Linked DNA regions of Sus scrofa: all the other regions are linked to region 2. A link is a contact called in public Hi-C and promoter capture Hi-C data. All regions are on one chromosome and are shown on one strand. The core of a region is the stretch at or near the end of the contact, and the rest is flanking DNA. Distances in the headings are between cores, read along the strand shown.

Region 1 (2,700 bases), core at 108-2,607, 170 kb after region 2:
AGTTGTTTGTTCTTATGAGTTTGTTTGAAAATGTACCAAGGAATGTTATTTTTGTTTGTTTCATGAATATTAAAAATATCCATGTCTTCCCTTTAAAAATTATATCATTTCTACTCATGATGTAAAGAGCATTTCAGCTATAGAGAAGGGGGGAAAAGTGGTTCTTAATATCCCAGAATATGGTGAATTAAAATGACAAAGACACCTCTTTTTACAATTACTAATATAATTTGAAGTCTTTAAGAACTACTTTAAATATTTTTTGCTGTTTTAACCCGTCCCTCATTTTCTTTAACACTTTCTATGAATTCAAAATGAACAAACACACTTTCTTTAAAAGCTACACAATTAACAAGATTTCTTAATAATGGCTTGGTTCTGGAAGGTGAGTGAGGTAAATACTAAATATGACCATCATAGTTAACAGTAAAGCACAAAACATTACCTTAGATTTTAAAGAAATAAAAAAAATCAGCACTAAAGCGGGATTAATAATTAAACATACTGAGTAAATGAATATTAACGATGAAGAGGCCTTTGCCATTTAAAAGTTTCAGGGAAGCTTATGTAATCCAAGCATTCATTACGATAATAAAAATCGATAGACATATAGTTTGTCTAATGTAACACTCAAGAGATACTGCTAACAAGAAGGAATTAAGTACTGCAGTTGAAGAATCCTGTCATTTCTTTGTATTCAATTCGCCTGTATGAGGAAATAATAAAAAAATTCATATCATAGCTTAAAAATTACAGTGTTCAGGGTGATTTTTTTCATGTATGATGATTTTGTATGATTCCTTAAATCCAATCAAAATTGCGTAACTTGTAATTTAATTACCTCTGTCATTGAAAGTTGAGCGCTGTTTGGTGAAAGACAAACATAAGACAAATAGTTCTTGCCAAATAACCTCTCCTTTCCCACTTTCTTCCCCAACTGAATCTATCCCTTGCATCTCCGACGGGAGAGAAAATATTGGTCCTTTTTCCTCCCATTTAAAAGAAAACCAAATTGAAGTAGTGGGTTTCCCAATCCCTTTCTTTAGAATTTTTTGGATGGTGAAAACCTGCTTTACACCTAAGCTCCACACTCCAGCGAGAGACACACCGCCTGGGAGATCTCAGTCCCAGCCGCATTCCACGGAGGGACCTGTCGTGCGCCCCCTGTCGGCGAGGTCCGAGAGCCCCAGCTACCTGGATCGGGCGCCTCCCGAAGTGGTTGAGTCCATTGGGATCCGCACCGGCTTCCAGAAGTTGACGCACGGTCTCCACTTGCCCCCGAGCCGCGGCGTTGGCCAGGCCCGCATCTCCACCGCCGCCACTGAGCATGCCCTTGTCCTCCTCGCTCACTTTGCAGCCCCCAGACGCAAACTGTCCCCGATAATCCTCCGCTCGCCGTGAGCTTCGCAACACCCTTCCTGCTTTCTTCCCACCTCTCTCTAGCCCGCTCTCCCCACTCGGGAAGAGCTCAACTAAGCTTCAGTTCCCTTTCCGCGAGCTGAGGAGGGAGGGGGGAGGGAAGGCGTACAATGGCTGAGTGGCCTGTAGTTAAGTGGGGCTTTTCCCGGTGGCGCCCAGGAAAAGGCGCCTCGCGCAGCCGCAACCTCCCGCGAATCGGCTCTGTCCTCAGAGTGCGGGCGCGTTGTAAAGTCCTCTCCGCCGAGCTTCAGTCTGGCGGAGTGGAGAGGGCTGGAGCTGAAACGGTTCCCAGCTGGGGCTGCGGGGCTGGGCTCTCCCCACCTCCTTAGGCTCCGCCCCCTGTCCATCCGGCTGGCGCGACCAAGTCCCACTGCGCTGGCTGGGAGGCCTGGCAGGCTGCAGGAAGACAAGGGTAGGGGCGTGGGGCCTGAGCCGGACCGTGCTGGGACGCATGCGCCAGGCACCGCAGATCAGAGCCCTCTGTGCAACTCGTAGCGGCGTGTCCAGCAATCCTAGGCTAAGCTTTTTGGAAAGGCTGAACCAATGCACTCAGCTTCTAATAATCTCCCTCCAGCAGGCGGAGCAAAAGATTTCTATTCCTTCAGCCATGGACTAGCTGGTTTCATTTGGAGACTTTAGTAGCTCCCTGTATAATCAAAAGGCTGAGAAAAAGGCATTTATTAAAATAAAATCATCTCTCTTTAGATGTCTAAAAGTGACAACTCTCACCTGTCATGCAGGTTAAAGTCATCCTCAGGCAGAAACTTGAACTTTACTAGCTTCATATCTTGAATCAACTATAGTAATCTGTTGGGGGGTGGGGGGGAATCTTTCTATTTGAATCAGCCAAAAATCAGTCTCAGTGACCTGAGATTCTTGTTTTGAATGTGCTTTTTATTATTTTCATCTTCAAATTAAGTATACAATCCTTACACACACACCCCCGCCCCCAGCTAGTTTGAGATTGAGAGTTGCAACCTGGTACACATCAGACTTAAAAAATATAAATATATATTTTAATAATCTGAGATCCCAGTTTCATGATATTTGAACGGCCTATTTTTGTTTGCACTCTTACCTATTTAAACCCACCTCAGCAAGTATTCGATTTACATTTATCATGAGTAATAAAAGAAATTATGCAGTAATAATGAAACATAATAAAACAGGGGTGTGGTACTGGGCCTGTCATTAAACAGGCTGAACCTGTCATTAAATCCACTTCTGAAGATTTAAAGGCCAAGTGCTTTGCTTTTCTTTCTAATCTTTCTAGGTGAGTTT
Region 2 (2,700 bases), core at 13-2,512:
GCCCTTCTGGTTGCTAGCTGGTATGCTAGCAACTAGATTCAGGACGTGCCTAATAAAGCCTATCAGACATTCACATTTACTCAGTTGAATTTTGTTTTTAACCCTTGTATGTTTCCAACCCCTTTCCTGTCTAAAGGATCTTCTAATGCTTAAAGATTTAGCTAATTTACAGAGTCTAACTTTTGGCAGGGAAGTGGTATTGAGTAGAAACTGGACTTGCTGGTCACATCAAAGCACATAACTTGGTCAAGATCCTCTAATTGTGAAGCAGCCATAACACCCAAGGCATCTGTGTCCCTGCTATTGTTTCCCCCCCTCACCCCCCGGTGGTGGGCTCTCAAAAATAAGGCCATCAGCAGTCAGGTTTCTCAGAAACTACATTCATGAAGAATCCCCAGCCTCCTGCTCTTTCCAATCTTCTTCTTTAATTCTTCTCCATTTCATTTTATAGCTTAAAAGAAATAGAAAAAAAAAACTTTACGTTGCAAGAAAATTTAAATCTAGAATAATCAAAGTCTTTGCTTAAGGAAACAGTACATCGTGCCGCACCCAAACAGTGATGTTTTAAATGAAAACATACTTGTGTCTTGTTTCAGTGTTTTGCTGCTCCAGGGAAAGAGGAAAGTCCATTCCTTCACAGCCACCTTCCCATTCCCAGAGTAATTTGCAATATTTCCGTATCTCAGTACACTACTGTCACTCAGCATTTTGCTTAGTAGAATTTAATCCATCCAGGGAGTTCTGAGAGTAAGGGATTACGCCAGTGGAGGGTCAGTGTAAGGTGTGTGGGTCCTGGGGCGGGGGTTGACCACCCAGTGATCAGTGATGAAGACCTGAGTCTGGATTCTGAACGTAGGTATACTGGACTTTGCCCAGGGTGGGGAAGGTTAAGTATAGCCCTGGTGCTGTGGACCAGGTTGGGAGTTTGGAAGGTTTCATCCCCTTAAAAGCCTCCCCTCAAAGAGTTTGTAGGTCGAAAAGGTTACCCAGTAAGTAGCACTGACTCTGTTTCTTTTCGTCATCCCTAAGTCTTGGGTCAAGCCCACCCCTGCTCTATCCCCTACAAATTAAGGGAAAGGAGCAAACACCCACTTGGGTCCCGGTGGTAAGAGCCAACTGCACCCTGCCCCGCGTTAGCAACTGGAGGTGATATTCAGAAACAGCCTGTTCCCTCCCCTCCACGGTTTTTCTTTCCTGCAGAACTCGTGGAATGCAGATGGGCCTGGTTTTATAGAGATTAGCAGGCAGCTGATACTACACGGAGCCGGGAGTGCTACTTGTAGGGTTCTTGTGAAAGTTAACGGCGCTGATTAAAGTGCAAAGCGCAGTGTCTGGACAGCATGAGCGCTCAGTAAGAGGTCTCCATTATTATCACTATCATGAGCCTATTAGTTAAAATTGGGGATGGAAAAAAACAACGGAAAACCGGAAAGGTCTGCAAAAGGGGCTGGACGCGGGAATCTCCAAATGAGGAGGGGGGTGGCGGGGGAGAGCCCACATCAGCAGCCAATCCAGCTGTCCCGGGAAGGAAGAGGAGGAGCCAGAGCCGCCCCCGGGCCCTCGCTGCTCAGTCCCGCGCTGAGCTCCGGAACCCGCTCCGCTCCTGCAATCCCCGCAAGGCTACTGCTTCTTCCTCGCACAGACATGGCCTTAAGTGCCGCTGCTGCAGCCGTGAAGGTGAGATTAGCCGGCCCAGGGGCTGGAGTCCTCCCATCCTGGGTAACCGTGCCTGTAAACCGTGCGCCCCCGCCGCGGCGGGGAGGTTCTGGGGCCCGTTAACCCAGGGGCGGGGAGCCGGGGAGAGGAAATAATTGCAAAGGCGTCCCCCAACCTTTGATCTCTGCACCCACAGCGCGCAGGGCGTGGGCAGCCCCTTCCAAGAGGGGCAGCAGGCGGGCACTGCGTCCATCCCCGCCCAAACACCACTCCTTTTCGGGCAGATTTGTCTGCCTAAGGCTTGCGGGTGTGCCAGGTGGGTGAGTGCCTGCAACTGCCGGGACTTCCTGGTGCCCTGCCCAGGCTCAACACTTCCGCTCTAACCTGGCCCTTTGCCCGAAGCCCACGTGGGAGAGCTGCGTGCTTGCTCTTTTGTAAGCTTCCGGCTTTTTTTTTTTTTTTTTTTTTTTCCCTTCTTCTTCTAAACGTAGACCTCAGTTCAGAAGTCCCCACGACTTCCACCTCCCACCCCGCTGTGCAATGCTATGGGGACTCTGATACTTTTTTACGATACTGAAAAGAGAGTACGGAAGTACTGGTACTGGGCCACTCCCTGTTGGGAGGGCCCTGGCTTTGAATTGCTTTGTTGGCAACCTTGAAAGTTAGAGATCAGTTTCCTTGTGCCTCGGCTCTGAGATCTCCGTGTAAGGGATCATTGTGTGGAGGGAGCTTTGCCGGCGGAGGGCGCGAGTTCCGAAGATTGCAGCGAGTTTTCCTGGGGCTTTTAAACACTTCTTCCAGGTTGGTGCCTTGGGAAGAGAGAGAATTACAGTACACAAACATAAATTGATAATAAAACTTAAGGTCTCTTCTTGGCTGTTTATCATTGGTTAAGTACTCAGTTAACTTGTTTGGCTTTAGAAATTCTTGGCCGATGGGCTAGGAAGGTCCATCGCCTTCACATACTTCTCTTGATTCTGCCGCATCTGTATTCAGGTCTCCCTAGAGAAGGAAATCTGTGGTCAGGGTGTGGTCAGCCAGTGG
Region 3 (2,700 bases), core at 64-2,563, 130 kb after region 2:
TTCAGCTTTGTGCAAACTAGTTTCCCCTTCCCCCCTACAAAGACAGACTCCTTAATTTCTAAGGCCAAATCTGTTTTGTCTTACTATTCCTATATAAGGCTTGAAAGTATGGCAACTAATAAAAAACGGTTTACATGTTAAAGCAGCTTTAAAATTATATGCCAACTAATGGTGATTTAGAAGTTGGCAGGTAGAAGAATCCTGAGATTTGCCTCATGGATTGCTAACTTCAAATTTTATGTGTAACAAGAGCTTTCTCATCTGAGTTAACAACAACAAAAGTCATTTCATTACATGATTCATAATGAGGGGAGCACGATTTCTCTTTCTCTCTCCCTCCTCAGTTCCAATAAAGAAAAAATACTACCAGTAGCTTCTAGGTAGAGTTTACATGTTGATTCGTTGTTTTATTTATTATAAAATCTTTTTGACAATCTTTACCAAATTAAGGGTGTTTGGCTTGGTAGGAAAACAAGTGTGGTTTCAGTATGTTAAGACATTTGTCTTTGTATAAAGGGAAAGATTTCCTAAGAAGGTAGCTTTAGAACAGAACACTGAAAGATTTACGACCACCACCAGTACTTTCTGTCTTGTTTTATCTTTCCTTAGAGACGGTGAGTCCTGTACTCTTATTGCGTAGCACACTGCGTGGCATACAAGAGGTGCTGAATATTTCTTGAGTGAATCAAAGAAAAGAAAATTACTTACGGAGGCAGAACTCTTCACATTCTCCCCCAGATCTCACATATATTTTTATAGTAAATGGAGTGCAAACAGAATCTGGGACAGCTACATTATCCACCTGAACAGAGACAGAGGTTAGAGAATATTATTCTCAATTTGCTCCGAAATACCTTAAAAATATTAGTAAACACAGGGGATAACGTAAATAATTTCAGAGAGGGGTCCATAGAAAGCCTTGTTCCTTGGCTGCGACCCCTCAGGGGAAACAATTCTTTAAGACCAAGCCGTCTACAGATAGAACCCGTGGTAACAGCCAATAATTAAGTCAGCTATTTAAGGAAAAGACAACTGAGACAAGTCAGAAAACGACTAAATTATTGTAAGAAATTCACTCCAAGAAAAGTTCAAATAGAAAAAAGGGAATAATAACATTCATTTAAAAATATGTAAGTCTGCTTATAGCTTGAACATTATTGCTTAAATCGAGTACGTGAGATCTGGCAGCAGGCGCCGGCCGCCCTTCGCGCCGGCGCTGCCCGGGCAGCTGGGAGACGCGGTCACCTGGTAGAGGAGGCCCGAATCTTAAGGCTCTTCTCCGGGCCTCGGGTTCCCAGCTCGCCGCGCTCGGGGCGCTCCCCACTGAAGCTGGAATGTGCCTCAGTCCAACAGTACCTTTTTTTGCTTTCCTTAACGGCTGGCTGGCTCCAAAGTTTCGTCCGTTATTACGGAAAAGCCCCTCCTCCGGCCTCAGAGCCGAGCGGAGGTCCCGAAGCCTTCCTTCCAGCTTCTGGGCCCCTATAACCTTGGTTATAATTTCTCATCCTTTCTCTCCTCTTCCTTCTTTCTCGCTAGCTCGTTTCTGGTTTTTGTTTTTTGTTTTTTTGGGGTTTTTTTTTTTTTTTTTTTTTAAACAGAGAACACCCCTCTCCAGTTTCTCGGCCCGCGCAAGGGGCCCGGGCGCAGTCGCGCATTTCACATCCACATCCTGGCGGCGGCGGCGGCGGCGGCGGCGGCGGCGGGGGCGGGGCCCGCGCTCTGCGGGTTCCTGAGATGCGCACGTGCACGCCCTGTTCTGCAACAGCCCAAAACAAACTAATCCGGGCGGGAGGCCCTAGGGTCTTCAAGTGACTGCCTGTTCCACCCCTCCCGCCTCCCTTGCCCAGGTTCAGGGCGCGTAGTCTGGGGCAAGCGGCAGGGGAATGACTGTGAAGTAGCTCTGAATCTCTGAAGGAGGAGAGAGAAAGAGACGTGGTGGGGACGAGGAGGAAGAAGGAAGGGGGGGAGGAGGAGGAAGGAGGGTGGAGGGAGAGAGAGTTGAAGAAAGGAGAAGAGCCAGCTCTTAGCGTGCGAAAAAGATCTTAGAGTGCGAAAAAGATCTTAGAATGCTAAAAGTGCAAAGGGGGTAGTGGGGAATATTTGGAGGGGAGTTAGAACCAGAGGGGGATTCACAGAACCAGAGGGGACAGGTAACTCAGAGAGTAGGAAGGTGGGCTATGGAGGACTGGTTCCCAGTCATTGGGGATAGATGCAGGAAGGAACTTAACACATCAGAGGCATTTCGCCAGCCATTCTGTTCGACAGCAAAACAAAACAAAGGATAGTGGAAATGGCAGAATAGGAAGCTACAAGGGCCCATCCCTACACGCAAACACTAAGAAGATAGGTGTCAGAATTGACTTTGTTGAGGATAATATGGGAAAAAGAACGTATATGTGTATGTGTGTCTGGGTCACTTTGATGTACAGCAGAAAATTGACAGAACACTGTAAAACAGCTATAATGGAAAAAATAAAAATCATTTGAAAAATAATAAAACAAAACAAGCTTAGGGTCCAAGTGATAAATTAGAATGTAAAACCTGTCACTGAGAAAGGCGATCAAATGTAATTTTTTCAAGGTTTCATAAACCAGTGAGATTTTAAAAAATTAATAATTGATTTTGTGGGAACTCTGGAAAATAGCTGACGGTTTATAGAATCCAAGTGAATCCTAAGGAAAAAAAATGATTCAATACAG

What was found. Promoter capture Hi-C pulls out the DNA fragments that hold promoters and counts their contacts. Hi-C and Micro-C count contacts between places; a contact is called where the count stands out from the background.
Region 1: a promoter capture Hi-C map of liver shows a contact between it and region 2, with 3 times the contacts expected there. The contact joins the promoter of CDKN2B here to the promoter of MTAP in region 2. A contact is called at or near these places in 1 of 5 promoter capture datasets (liver), 16 of 47 Hi-C or Micro-C datasets (adipocytes, adipose tissue, embryonic fibroblasts and 9 more) and 2 of 2 datasets of contacts at active chromatin or transcription factors (alveolar macrophages and skeletal muscle).
Region 3: a Hi-C map of undifferentiated spermatogonia shows a contact between it and region 2, with 2.3 times the contacts expected there. The contact joins the enhancer-like site here to the promoter of MTAP in region 2. A contact is called at or near these places in 2 of 47 Hi-C or Micro-C datasets (embryonic fibroblasts and undifferentiated spermatogonia) and 2 of 2 datasets of contacts at active chromatin or transcription factors (alveolar macrophages and skeletal muscle).

The regions. Positions count from the first base shown.
Region 1 is chr1:200,759,985-200,762,684 of Sscrofa11.1, reverse strand. It overlaps CDKN2B (cyclin dependent kinase inhibitor 2B), which reads right to left and starts at 1,357. Exons shown (of 2, transcript NM_214124.1): 1 at 1,195-1,357. The coding sequence starts at 1,329.
Region 2 is chr1:200,932,951-200,935,650 of Sscrofa11.1, reverse strand. It overlaps MTAP (S-methyl-5'-thioadenosine phosphorylase), which reads left to right and starts at 1,262. Exons shown (of 8, transcript XM_003121879.4): 1 at 1,262-1,677. The coding sequence starts at 1,405.
Region 3 is chr1:200,802,879-200,805,578 of Sscrofa11.1, reverse strand. No RefSeq gene overlaps it. Among named protein-coding and RNA genes, the nearest start is that of P14ARF, 30 kb to the right of the region's middle. Within about 2 kb of position 1,313, at least 8 of the 83 cell types and tissues checked have an H3K27ac peak or open chromatin away from gene starts, as enhancers often do. A contact at or near this core is called in undifferentiated spermatogonia, where this site is marked.